Linked DNA regions of Danio rerio: region 1 is linked to region 2. Evidence: chromatin contacts called from public HiCAR-type data. All regions are on one chromosome and are shown on one strand. The core of a region is the stretch at or near the end of the contact, and the rest is flanking DNA. Distances in the headings are between cores, read along the strand shown. Region 1 holds the start of ms4a17a.10 (membrane-spanning 4-domains, subfamily A, member 17A.10). Region 2 holds the start of ms4a17a.2 (membrane-spanning 4-domains, subfamily A, member 17a.2).

Evidence for each region. HiCAR-type assays count read pairs that join an accessible place to other places.
Region 1: a HiCAR-type map of caudal fin shows a contact between it and region 2, with 7 times the contacts expected there. The contact joins the promoter of ms4a17a.10 here to the promoter of ms4a17a.2 in region 2. A contact is called at or near these places in 1 of 18 Hi-C or Micro-C datasets (embryo) and 1 of 4 datasets of contacts at active chromatin or transcription factors (caudal fin).

Annotation. Positions count from the first base shown.
Region 1 is chr4:74,875,150-74,882,387 of GRCz12tu, forward strand. It overlaps ms4a17a.10 (membrane-spanning 4-domains, subfamily A, member 17A.10), which reads left to right and starts at 5,618. Exons shown (of 7, transcript NM_001386856.1): 1 at 5,618-5,658; 2 at 6,060-6,258; 3 at 6,364-6,459. The coding sequence starts at 6,085. ms4a17a.6 (membrane-spanning 4-domains, subfamily A, member 17A.6) reads left to right here. Exons shown (of 7, transcript NM_001083012.1): 6 at 1,826-1,939; 7 at 2,782-3,081. The coding sequence ends at 2,931.
Region 2 is chr4:74,801,721-74,808,896 of GRCz12tu, forward strand. ms4a17a.2 (membrane-spanning 4-domains, subfamily A, member 17a.2) reads left to right here and starts at 5,010. Exons shown (of 7, transcript NM_001100061.2): 1 at 5,010-5,090. ms4a17a.5 (membrane-spanning 4-domains, subfamily A, member 17A.5) reads left to right here. Exons shown (of 7, transcript NM_001004629.2): 6 at 1-23; 7 at 874-1,264. The coding sequence ends at 1,017.

The DNA of each region.
Region 1 (7,238 bases), core at 4,368-6,867, 74 kb after region 2:
CCAGCGAGGGGAATGACTGGGACCAAGTCGGTGACAGGTGCACTTGTAAAAATCAAACGTAATCTGCACTCATCTGTCCAATGCTGTCCAGAACTTATCAAGATATTACTGTTCATTTACACTGGATACAAATATTGAAAATAAAGGTGCCATAGAATGCGCTGACACACTGTTTGAATTGTTCTCTGATATCTTCAAGGTATGTGTCTTGGGTACGTGCAAAATGCCGACACCTCCCAGATGGAAATCTAATATCTAGCATGCTGAATATTCCAGAGCAGACGGCTGACTCGACCCCACGTGCGGTCAGATGTTATGACGAGCCAATGAGAGGGCATATCAGCATGAGCTTATGTGTGCTCAGGAGCTCAAAAGAAACGTCTGTGATTGGCCAGAATGGGCATCAATGCACTCGTTTCATTCTGTATTAATACGGACACAGGAGTAGGCTATATTAACAGTGGGACTATAATTCTGTAACTAGATTATTAAAGTTTGTCGAGACAAACTTTGAGGCTGGCTTGTGAAAGCCTGTTGGTAATAGTTTATTTAGTTTAAACAGTTTTAAAAAAGTATAGATAGATAGATAGATAGATAGATAGATAGATAGATAAAGCGGTGTTCAATAGATTTTTCTTAATGTTCATTAAGTATTTCTAGCATGTTAAAGTACTTAGCTAATCATTATTAGCATGTTGCTATAACACTGCAGCATGACAATATTAATCTGGGCCTCTATAATGGCAGTCTATGGGACAGTTGCTAGGGTGCAGTATCTGGTTGTTAGGGAGTGGCTAGAAAGTTAAAAGCTAGTCAGTTATTGGTAGTTTGGTTGTCTGAGTTAAATGAGCTCAGCCATTAGTCTGTAGGACAGTCTGATGCAGAGTTATGAGCTCTCAAAGTTTGATCCAATGTAAAGTCAATGACAGTCTTTTGAATGGAAGTCTATGGGACAGTTTCTAGGGTCCCAAAAGGGGTTACTAGGCCGTGGCCAGAAAGTTCAAATGTCATCAGGTATTGGGAGTTAGGTAGTCTGAATTAAATGAGCCCAGTTAGAAGTCTGTGTGACAGTCTGATGCAGAGTTATGAGGTCACAAAGTTTGGTCAAATGTTAAGTCAATGGGATTTTTCCGATGGTCCCGGGATGTTTTTCGGAAAACCGAAAGTCGGATCAGTTGGAAAAGATATAGCACACCGAGTCAGACCAGTTTGAAGGTTTGGTGTAAGCTTGGTGGTCATAGCTCAAAAGCTCTAGGAGGAGATGCGTTTTATTTTTTAGTCTCAAAAGAAAAATAGGATAACAGTAGTCTGGCTTGCTACACAAGCCAGCCCAACTATTAAATGACCATACTGGTCATTCTGACCGTTCTCATATAAAACATCAATATTGTTATGTCATATTTACATTCAAAACTTCTACTGAGATATCAAAAGTTAAGCTTTGAATGTCTGTCAACATATTTTATGACTGAACTGCCCTAAAGTATTAGCTTTGTTTGGTAATACAGCCTATAAATATATAGTTAAGATACTAGAACAAGCAAAAGTTGTGGTTTGGTAGATTGATTGAGCTGTTGGGAAACGAGTTGTTGTCAGATCATGTAGTGTGTGACCCCCTCTTGTGGATCATTTAGGTTGTGTTGCGTAGTGTGAACACCACAGTGATTAAAATACACAAAATCAAGTCATCTATTGTGAATGGCACAGCGATCTGCCGATGTTTCAAATCCTGTAGTGAGAATTATGCTTAAAGGGCTACAGATTCTTGACTTCTCTTTGTTGTTGTTGTTGTTGTCCTTTATGCTCATGTTGAATGTTCTCTAAGACTCTCCGCTCAGGAATCAGTGGTGTGTTGCTGGTATTCGCCATCCTTGAGTTCTTCATCTCCATCTGCCTATCTGTGTTTGCCTGTAAAGTTACCTGCTGCTATTATCCTCAGGTGAGAAATACATCAGCTGAACCCATCAGATAAATTTAGGCATAAAGGATAAAGCTACTTTTAAAGCTTGAGGTTTCACAATAACCAACAAACCCAATATCTGTCTGTAATTCTTTACTCTTAAATGTTCATACCCTTAAAGTCCATGTGAACCAGAAGTTGCTGCAGACTTTTATTTAAATATGATGACTTATTTAATAATTTCACCATTTTGATTAAAGATTGCGAAGACAATTGTCTGTTGAGGCGACAGCAACCGATCTCCTGCGTCATGTTACCTTAGGATGAAGAGGTGTCGTGCACGAAAGTGGGGAGCCGGGGGGGTGGTGAGTGGGGCGGGGGTGTTGCAGACGACAGCAAAGAGAGTTGGGGAGTCGCGGAAGAAAGCGTAAGTGAACAGCGGACGGGGGAGAAGGGTGGTTGAGGAGGGGGATCGGTAAAATGAGGTGCCAGATCAGATTTCAGAGGTTCCAGATCCGACGTGTTGCGGCACAAATTAAGCCCTGCCTATCAGCCAGTGCACACACAGAGTTTCATGACAGAATTGTTCACTTCAAAACTAACAATGTGCGCTAGCAAAATAAATATTGTAAATCTGAATTTCATGCAGACCAAACAGAAACCAATGACAGGTTTTTATTTTTGTTTTGTTTAATTCCTCCAATCTCTGTTCTGTGTTCACACACAAACCACATTACAACAATTGAATGAATGATTTGTTAAGTAAAAATCCACAAAACCTTTAATGTGTACAGTAAATGTGTGAGGAACTGGGTAATGGGGGAATAATTGTTGAAAACTAATCAATAACTTAAGCTGACCATGTACATTTTATCCTGCAGATTCCTGTGGTCAACAACCCTTTAATTCAACGCCCTCCTGCAGAAAACCCCCAACAGTACATTCAATGTCCTCAAGAAATCCCAGAACCATACTTTCAACATCCTCCTGCAGAAGCTCCCCCAGCGTACACTGAAGGCAAATTAATGTGAATCGATAGGTAAAAACGGGGCTTTGATCCTGTGAAGATTCATTGATACATTTATTCAGGAGTATTTTTGTCTGTTTTGCTACTACCTATATGTATTTGCTACCTAATTGTTATTTGTTTACATACTGATAAATTGGATTTGCTTTATCAATAGCATTGTCTGTGTCTTTCTTTGGCTCAACACATGTAAATGCAGGAAAGCAGATTTTGGTTTAGCAACTGATCACGTGATGCAACTGAACGTTGTGATCACACTGGTGTGATTGTAGGACGCAAAATTCCTCCAGGATCAAATTTGCCCACACCTGCTCTAGAAGAAGCCTGTGTGCCACTAGTGGAACATATACCAAATGTTGGGAATCACTGCTATAAATCCTATACATTCAAAAACCTAGAAGAAAATCACAACCCTACCCTTACTAGATTGAGGGATGAGGGGCTGACCGCCGGACGCAAAAACGGACACCACTGGTATCACTACTGACTTTCTGGTAAATTTTAAATCCTCTTTTCAAAGTGAGACAAGAGGAAATTAAAAGTTTGACAAAATGTTTGGGACTGGAAGTATGTGTTCTGTTTCAGTGTGTTTCACTTCATCTGTGAGCAGGAGAGTGTGTGCCTCGCTTATCTTTCTGCAAGGCCAGAGACTAGATATAGTCAGACGTAAAGTTATTTGAGAAAGAATATGTTAGAGTAACAGACTGAAGTGAGGTAGATGTGGGGGTACAGTGCAGTGTGACTCTAGAGTATGGGTCACCAATCTCGTTCCTGGAGGTGTGTTACCCTGCAGGGTTTAGCTCCAACTTGCCTCAACACACCTGCCTGGATGTTTCAACTATACCTAGTAAGACCTTGATGAGCTTGTTCAGGTGTGTTTTTTAAGGATTGGAGCTAAAATCTGCTGGACACCAGCCCTCCAGGAACAAGTTTGGTGATCCCTGTTTTAGAGCCATTAAGTCAGAATTTAGACATGACCGAAACACAGAGGAGAATTATTGGATGGCTAACATAAAATAGGCAGAGATGCCTTTAAAGTAGTTGGCAAACAAGTATGATGTAGGGCTGTTTGATGAGTGTGAAAACACCTAAATCTGAGTCTGAAGCCAGAGGCAGTACAGGGAATAACTCCATTATTGTGCAATATGCAATGACTCACCAGTACTCAGTTCAATATTTCCAGTAAAATACATCCGAGACAGGAGCCAGACAATGGAGAATAGTGTCTTGTACAAGATTTACAATAAGTAAATGCAGCTGTCAGACAAAAGGATTATTTGCCAATTCATTTTAATATTCTTCTTTTATTTAGCCACGAAATCACATTGAATTCTTACTATCTCTTCTTACAGTGAGACCTGGTCAAGATTACAACACATAAAAGTAACAAGCAAAGACATCAGTTTACACATCCATTTTCCCAATTCATGAATCATAATCAAATCATGAAAATAAGTTACAGCTCTCTTTAAACATTAGACACAAGACATTTAAAAGTATTCAGAGTTGTCATTGCAGTCAGATTAAAAAGAGAAAACCCTTACAGATTTCTGACAAAACCTTTCATCAATTTCCCTATTTCAGAGATCGGCACAGTGGAATGAACCACCAACCAGAGGCTGACTGGCCATAGGGATCAATAGGACAGTTCCCAGGGGCCCGATGGTCAATCTAGCCTGCTACCGTGAATCTAGCTTGACTCCTACACCTCGTTAATAGTAATGTGCTGATTGATGCTAAAATTATAAGTTCTAGAGTTGATTATCTTATCAAAATATTGATAATTTGAAGCAACTCTGTAGTTTATTGGAAATAGAAATACAGCAGAAAAGTAAACACAATTACCCTAATTTATAATGCCAACTTAGTCGGAACTACTTGTTCTTCCGCCTGCAAAGTCATGTGCGTAATATGGCACTGTACAACTGCAGAGCACGCTAGCTAGACACTCAGTTCACTGTTATTGGATAACTCCGCAAGCGAAGTATTGTGTGGAGCTACTTCACTTCCATGAACTCAAATAATGCAGAGTGTGACGCGTGTAACATAACAGTGACGTACTGTGGTAAAACAACAAACCTAATCAAACATCTACATATAAATCACAAGATAGGATATGACTACGTCATGACTAGGCTTCGATATACAGAGCTCATATCAGGCACAGAACGCTCTGAGCCCAAAAAAACCCCCAATAAATAGATAGAAAAACGAAATCAGAGCTTGAGGGAGGGGCTCTTTTCCTGCTGGCTCCTCTGCAGCACACATACTTCCTCTTTCTGGAAGCCGTAAGCATGAAGTGAAAGTTATTTTTGCTGTCGCTGCATCTCCGTCTGCATGCTTGATTAGCCTATCACACTTGGAGAAGAAGTTCGGTTAAGCTATCACTAGGCAATACATATATTCAATAAAACGTGAAAGTGACAAGTAATAAAATAATTTAAAAAAATCCTTAATAAAAAATATAAATGCAAATTCAAGACGTATCTGAAAAAGAATAAGACCTTATGATTTCTCTAATGACTATACGTAAAATCCAAATATACACTATTTGCATATATTGGCATATATCAGATTGTTTTGCTGTATTAACCCCTGGGGTCGGCCAGCTTTGCCATGCATTGTGATTGCACAACTCCTCCTGCTTCCTGTTTCTTTCTGGAAACACTGTGCTTGTGTGGCTTTATATCAGAAGTCTGAAAGCACAGCTGAAGACGGGATTCTGCTTCTGGTAAGACAATACCTTACATAATTGAAAGTACTTATTTTATTGGAGTTTTCTAAAGTAATAATGGATGTGTTTCCTTTACTTGGTAACAAGTGGACCTTGTTTGGCTTTTTTAAATGTAGGTGATGTTGATCATTTTAAACTTAAGCTGTGTTTTTTCCATTGTTTACATATGTGACCATTACACCTCATAAATTACGCTAAATAACAAGGGACTACACATTAGCAGCGTCTACAATACACACTTGAACTGCAGATGTTGCACTGGTTTTACACTGTGAAACACGTCTGTTAATGAACAGTTTCTGGAGTTTTAAACTATATACAGAAAGTTTAAAAAAAATATATAAAGTGTATCTTATTTCAAATGGTATCCTGTTTTGCTTTATTTTGATTTTGTACAGGTTCATTTGATACTCTGAAACTGAAATGTCGACTGTCGGAGCCATGAATCCTTCAACGATTGTCATCCAGCTTCAGCCACTGACACAAACAGCAACTGGGACCAGTTCTTCTGTGCCTGTTCAAATACAGCATGTAGCAGGAGTTTCACCTCTTCAAGGAAATCAGGCCTTTCTTAAAGGCCAACCAAAAGCCCTCGGGGTGAGAAATCTCCCTTAAACCCAGATTACACACATTAACACACAGCATGATACTCTGCTTTACTTCATGAAATACTCTCATCCTTACACTGTACATTCCTCACAGACTGTCCAGATACTGATCGGTCTGTGGATTCTCCTGTTGGGAATCGCGTCTACAGCCATCTTCTACACTGGTGTTCCTTACTGGGCATCTCTGATAGTAAGAAACAATCATACAGTTCAACATGTTGTCCTAGATAACACAAGCTACAGTGGGTAATCAACCAGAATACATCTTACTGTCACATTTACAGACACTAAAAGAACATGTAAATTAGGGATGGGAAGATTAACCGATATGTATCGATACGCGGTCATGCGCGTGCACGATGCGAGTGCACCGGTAGAGCAGCAGAGGATGAATGAAATTTTGGAAGCAAATCGAGATGCATCGGTTTTTGCGAGATGCATCGTTTTTTCCAAGATACAACGTATATTTTTAATATAGAATGTATTTTTTATTTATTAGCAAGTGTTGTCAACCTGTTTTTGGCGCATAATTGAATCGACCTACATAAAGTATGCCTTAGCAACGGACTTGTGGATGTGTACACTTACACTACAACTCAGTGTATAAGGTGTGCGGATGAAGCTAGTGGTGCGCCCTCAGAAAGCGCGAGAAGCAAAACAAACATTTTATTCCCCACTGAGTTTTAAATCTAAAGTATGGCAACATTATGGATTCTGCAAAAAGGATGGACGACTTGACAGGACAGATGCAATTTGCAAAATGTGCCACGCATCTGTAAATACGCGGGCAGTACGACTAATCTGAAATCTCACTTGAAGCGGAGCCACGGTGTTGTTGTGGAAGCATCTGACAGTGTTCCTGCATCCCCGGCTTCCTGCTCTGCTTCAACTGTAGCTACCAGCTCCAAAAGTGGTGAGAAAAGCATTGCAAGTTTTTTTTCCATGCGCAACAGTTCTGCTCGCTCTACG
Region 2 (7,176 bases), core at 3,760-6,259:
TCACCTGCTGCTGTAAACCTAAGGTGAGAAATACATCAGCTGAACCCATCAGATAAATTTAGGTGTAAAGGATAAAGCTACTTTTAAGGCTTGAGGTTCTGATTTCACAAGAACCAACAAACCCAATATCTGTCTGTAATTCTTTACTCTTAAATGTTCATACCCTTAAAGTCCATGTGAACCAGAAGTTGCTGCAGACTTTTATTTAAATATGATGACTAATTTAATAATTTCACCACTTTGATCAAAGATTACGAAGACAATTGTCTGTTGAGGCGACAGCAACCTATCTCCTGCACCATGTTACCTTAGGATGAAGAGGTGTTGCGCACAAGTGGGGAGCCGGGGGGTGTTGGTGCGGTGAATGGAGGAGGGGTGGTGCAGACGACAGCAAAGAGAGTTGGGGAGTCGAGGAAGAAAGCGAAAGTGAACAGTTTACGGGGGAGAAGTGTGGTTGAGTGAGGGGGATTGGTAAAATGAGGTGTCAGATCAGATTTCAGAGATTCCGGATCCGACGTGTTCCGGCACAAATTAAGCCCTGCCTTTCAGCCAGTGCACACATAGAGTTTCATGACAGAACTGTTCACTTCAAAACTAACAATGTGCGCTAACAAAATAAACATTGTAAATCTGAATTTGATGCAGACCAGACAGAAACCAATGACAGGTTTTTCTTTTTGTTTTGTTTAATTCATCCAATCTCTGTTCTGTATTCACACACAAACCACATTACAACAATTTGTGAATTAGTGAAAATAAAAAACCATAAAAGTTTCTAATGTACTAAAAACGTGTGAGGAACTGGGTAATGGAGCAATAACTGTTGAAAACTAACCAATAGCTTAAGCTGACCATGTACATTTTCTCCTGCAGATTCCTGTGAGCAGCAACCCTTTAATTCAACACCCTCCTGCAGAAATGCCTCCACAGTACATTCAATGTCCTCAAGAAGTCCCCGAACCATGCTTTCAGCATCCTCCTGCAGAATCTCCCCCAGCGTACACTGAAGGCGAATAAATGTGAATCAACATGAACAAACGAGGCAGCAAATTGGTTCTGCTGCTTTGATGCTGTGAACATTCATTGATGCCTTGTGTATCTGATCTGAATAATGCGCATCATCAGATTATGTGTCAAATGATTATTATAGTCATCAACTGTGTATTTTACATGAGTATTTTTGTCTGTTTTGCTACTACCTATATGTATTAGTTACCTAATTGTCATTTCTTTTTATACTGATAAATTGGATTTGTTTCATCGATAGCATTGCCTGTGTCTTTCTTTGGCTCAACACAAATAATTGCAGGACAGCAGATTTGGGTTTAGCAACTGATCACGTGATGCAACTGAACGTTGTGATCACACTGGTGTGATTGTAGGACACAAAGGGTTAAATGTGTTTTTAACATCGTTTTTTAATTCTATGATTCCTCTGCATACCACTAGAAGAAGCCTGTGTACCACCAGCAGTACATATACCACACTTTGAGAATCACTGCTTTAAATCTTGAAATCCTAATAAAACCAAAACCCTACCCTTGCTGCCTTTCTATCAGCTGGAACCAGTCTGGCCATTCTCCTTTGACCTCTGGCACTTTGAACTGCCGCTCACTGGATATTTTACTTTTTGTCAGACCATTCTCTGTAAACCCTAAAGATGGTTGTGCGTGAAAATCCCAGTAGATCAGAATTTTCTGAAATACTCTGACCAGCTTGTTTGGCACCAACAATCATGCCACGCTCAAAGTCACTTAAATCCCCTTTCTTCTTCATTCTGATGCTCGCTTTGAACTGCAGCAGATCATCTTGACCATGTCTACATGCCTAAATGCCTTGTAATTGGCTGTTAAGAAATGTTTTTATCATTCAAACAAACAAAGTTTTTGACCAAAAGTAAGTACATTGTAATTAAAAGAAATAAAAGTTTTCAAATAAAAACAATATTAATTTAAAGTAAATGTTATTGATAAAAAATATATCACTGTAAAACATTAACTATTGCCATTTCATGCAGTTAACAGCAGATTTTTCATCGTGCGCTAGTTCATTTTGCTTTCTGTTCTATCATTTTTTGCGGATCTAAAATCTTTGCGAGTTGAAAACTCTGCAGCTCAGTGGGCGGTATCTTCCCTCCGGGATGAAAGACCTTATTCTGTTGGTCAATCTTGATTGAGGTCATAGGTTGGCCACGTCCATTATGTTTTCACGTGATTGGACTGGGTTTGGACTCTCTTCAGTGACAAGAGTGAGCAACAGGTCTTTATCTTTATCAGTTAACTGAAACTGTATAACTTGTATATTACCATCCACATTCCCCATCTGATAATGTAACGACTGCTAGTATTAAACTCACTGTAGTCTGTAATAATGATGAATACTCTCGATTAACTAACATTAACTGTCCGCCATCAGTAGTGTATAGCTGCAAAGGGCAAAGCAAGGCAAGTGTATTTTGGAAAATATACATTGATGTACCATTACCATGTCTGTAGATGATGAACATGTGTACAGTAGAGCTACGTCCGAAACCGCATTCTTCCATACTATACAGTACGCTAAAACCAGCGAGCCAAATAGTATGTCCGAATTCATAGAATTCGAAAATCAGTTTGCGAGAAGTACCCAGATGACCTACTACTTCCTGCGAGATTCTGAAGTGCGCATCCCATTCACGCTGCACTATCCCATGATGCCCTGCGAGTGAATTCATGAATTGGACTGAAGCAACGCAACTGACGCAGGTAGGTCACGTGACCCTGACAAAATGCCAGATGTAGTGCGTTCCATTCAGACTTTTCACATTCATACTATATAGAACGCACTTTTATAACGGCAGAGTAGTACGTTTAAATTCAAATGCAGTACCTACTGAGTAGTAGCCGGTTTCAGATGCAGCCTAGGTCTTCTAACAGACTGGTGAAGATGTAGTAGTGTGTGTATACTGTATAAAGAGTAATGTTTTGAACTCAGCCCTATTTTCAGGTTCTTTTTATCTGGAGTCCACAGCTAAAATGCAAAAGAGGTTACATATGCCACGAAGGCTTATGACAGGTCTGAAAGCAAATGGGGGTTCAACACGGTACTAGTAAGGTGTAACTAATAAATAAATATATATATATATATATACAGTTGGAATTCCATGTTTATTTAATAAAAAGTTGAGAGAAGATTTTCTCCAATGTGAAAGTATTAGTAATTTATTATATACAAATGTAGCGCCACCCTCAGGTCACCCACGTCACTACAACTGCTTAGACTGCGTGAACCTGAGGGAAAACGTGGACCAGTACTGTAGGTTCGTAGGAGCAGAAATGAGAGACCGACTAAAGAGAACAGACAACAGGGATTAGTTTCAACTATAATGAACTTTATATAATAAAGAAAGAAATAAAAATAATAATTGTCTTAATTTCTCTTTCCAGAGGAAAAAAAACAACAATAAAGTAGAACAACTTCTTTTAAAGAAAAAACTTGGTTATCAATAAACCCTCTTAATGATGATAAAAAAATGAAAACCAAATAAACAAAAGAATGAATTGTCTCTTTTTTTCCTTCCTTGAAAACCTCTTATTTAATCTTTTCTTTCTCTCTGACAAACTGGTTTATTTATTTATTTCAATTTTATGGATTTATATATATATTTTAACTTATTTTAAGTACAACGTTTGACCTATTTTTATTTATAGCTAATTGACGTGTCCTAATTATATTACTTTATTCTATTAGAAGTTAACTACATGTAGTATCAGCTAATTTTGTGTTAGTTTAAGCAAAATACTCAAATTTTCAACTCAGCTTGGAAAACAAAAGATAAATACCCCAAATGACAATGAATAAATCACAATTATGAAATAAAATAACAATTTGTCTTCACACTAATAAAGTGCAAATGAAAAACAATATAACTCTCAGAAACAGTTCAATGAAGGCTAATTCCAACAGTCTTTGTGGTATATTTTATATACCAGTCCCTGAAATCACGAGGAAAAGTATTGTTTCGATTTCAATCCATAAATTGAGTCCTACCGTCCTGCTGCCCAGAACATACCACAGTACAGGTGGAAAGGAAGAAAGTGTGATGCCAGCTTACTCTGTCATCCAGCACAGTTCTGTCTTGAAGATGAAACATTAAACAACAGGTGCAATTGCTGCAATTTCACCGTGAATGTGTTCAATCGAGATCCGTTGGGTGGCCCGCCATCTCATTGCACGCGATGACAACCGCGATCCGTGTCCTCGCTGCATCCGCGTCAATATCAACTTAATATCGCAAGATCAACAAACAATCAGGTCAGATGAATCAATATCAATATCTTTCTAGACGTTCTGTCGAGTTTAAAAGACAGGATTTCACTCGTTTCTCGCTGGATTAGCTTTTCGATCTCAGCTTCTATGCGCTCGCTTCCCTTCCGTTTTTCCCTCTGACGTCACTGACGTTGTTTACGTCGTTCCGCTGCACGCATTTCCTTTCACCTGATAGGTCAGTGGTGAGCTCAAATTTAACCTCTTAAGGGCAAAGTAACAATATACATCTTCACAATTCACAAAATTCAGAAAATAAAACTAAATCATCAACAATAAACAAACAGGAAAACAAAAAATACCTTTAGGCAATTTTAAGATTTAAACTTGAATTCTATTTATGAAGTACTTTTAAATTAATCTATTAATCCGGTTTTTAATTTATTAATTAAGCTAAATGTATATCAGTTTATATGGCATATATTTTTCTTTTATTTCAATTTGTAATACTATGGATTACACCCTTTTATTCCTATTTGTAATACTATGGATTACACAAAGGCATAATTCAATATACAGAGCTCTGGGTCCTCACAGATAAGTCCTATCAATTATACAATGCTATCCAAGGCTCATATCGAGCACGTAACGTTAGGAGCCCAATAAAGAGCAAATATATAGATGGAAAAAACGAACTGAGAGCTTGAGGGAGAGGCTCTTTACCTGCGGCCATTCTGCAGAAAACTCCTCCTGCTTCCTGTCTCTTTCTGGGAATCACTGCGCTGGTGTAAAGTTACAGCAGAAGAGAAAGTCAAAGCACAGTTGAAGACGGGATTCTGCTTCAGGTAAGACAGTACGTTACATACTAAAATATACTTATTATATCTGTGTTTACTAAAGTAATAATAATGGATGTGTTTCCTTTATTTGGTAACAAGTGGACCTTGAATGGCTTTTAAAATGTAGGTGATGTTGATCATTTTAAACTTGAGCTGTGATTTTTCCATTGATTAAACACTCGTGATCATTACACCTCTGTTCATTAAAAAAGTTTCTGTATTTTGTGTGTTTTTGTTGATTTCTGGTGGTGAATTGCATTATGGGATGTTGATCTCTGCTCTGACCACTTTTGATGTTGAAAATTCAACTCTACAGTTTAACACAGTGACTTTAGACTGCGTTCACACTGCAGGTGAATCTGATGTTTTTGCCCACATGTGACTCAGATCTGTTTTGGTCATGGCAGACCGCATGGCATCTGATCTTTTCAATTCTGATTTGTGCCACTTTCATACGTGGTGTCAAACCTGATACAATTCTGGTGTTTTCCAATCGGACCGTAGTGTGAACGGGTATTGAATCCCTTGTAAAAATGGGTTTTAACCACAGCGGTTTGAACTGCAGTTCTGCCGAATGACTAAAGTTATCAGTATGATGGTAAAAAACTGTACATTTCTAGTCAAACAATTGTTCCGCAATCACATACCAAAAACGGAAATAAGGGCAGTGTTAATAGCTATAAATGTGGGAGAGAGCTGATATTACGTGATCGTATTGTATTGCAATACGGAACAATTAAATATTGATGTTAAATCAAAAGTAATTCACAAATACTTGAAAATGAGATGATTTAACTACAATAATTCTCAATGGTTACAACTGAACTAATAACAAAATAACTGTATGAAATGATAAAACATATGATAATAACTGTACCCAGCTTAAATGTAAAATTAAAGTTACCAGAAGTAGAAGGAGAGACACGGGGAGGGAGAGAGAGACAAAGAGAGCAGGCCCAGAAGTTAGCCTGATTGCACCAGAGTCAGAGAAGATAGACTCATAAAACCCCCAAAGTCCACACAACAGGCCTTGATCTCATCAGTATCTGACTTTGGAGTCAATATGGACCTTCTTGAGTCAAAAAGACATGTTTTGTCATATAAACAAATGCATATGATCATTTAGCCTCTTACACTCTCTCTACCTTTACATTCACAGCAAGTGTAAGGTGCAAACCCAGTTTTCTGATGATCTGCACTAACATTAAGGCTTGGGGAGGGTTTATGTTTTGTTTGTGAGCAAGAACTTTTTTTTCAGAGCAAGACATTGAATTTTGGGCAGCTGTACATCATTTTTTATTTGGTTTGTAAAGTTCAACAGTCTGTTTAGAATATTTCCCCAGTACAAAGTTATTAAGAGAAGACCTCCTCAGCCAAAAGTAACCACAAACAATGACAATACGGCCCTGCAATCAAACAGGTTTCATTTTTCGAAAGTACACCATACATGAAACTACAGTCTGGTCGTGACATGTTAGCACTCCAATATTCCAGTGTATCCACTCTGATTCTCAACCATGACTAACAGACTTTAAACAGCCTACTCATGTAGTTCCTCATCTGCTAGTTCCTCAAAGCAGAACTCATTAATTAAATCAGCCTTCGTAGTTGGTTTAGGTTTTTTGTATTGAAGTCTTTAATAGCCACACCATCTCAATTGAATTCATACCAGGTGGTTGTGCTGAAGTCTTCATCAATGTAATACCTCAACGGCGTCCATTGTCCCTTCATTCATTTTCTTTTCAGCTTAGTCCCTTTATTAGACCGTGTCAGTCCAGTTTTCAGAGTTGAAGTTTGGTTCAGTTCAGTGTGCTTTAATTTTCACTGCTGAAAGTCCAGATACTGATAAGCAAATCCATTGATGCGTAGCTCCACAAGTCTTGAACCATGCAAACTTCACCAATTGACGAAAGTGAAGGGAAAGAAACTCGAGAGAATCCAGGCTCAGTTGTGCACGACCATTGCTCATCTGGTCAATCTTCTCCACTCCTCCATGACCACCACGGCATCTGCTCAGGATGCAGCCTGGTCTAGGATTATGGAAACCTTGGGAATGAGAAAAACAGACTAACATAAGTGCAGATGCCGATCA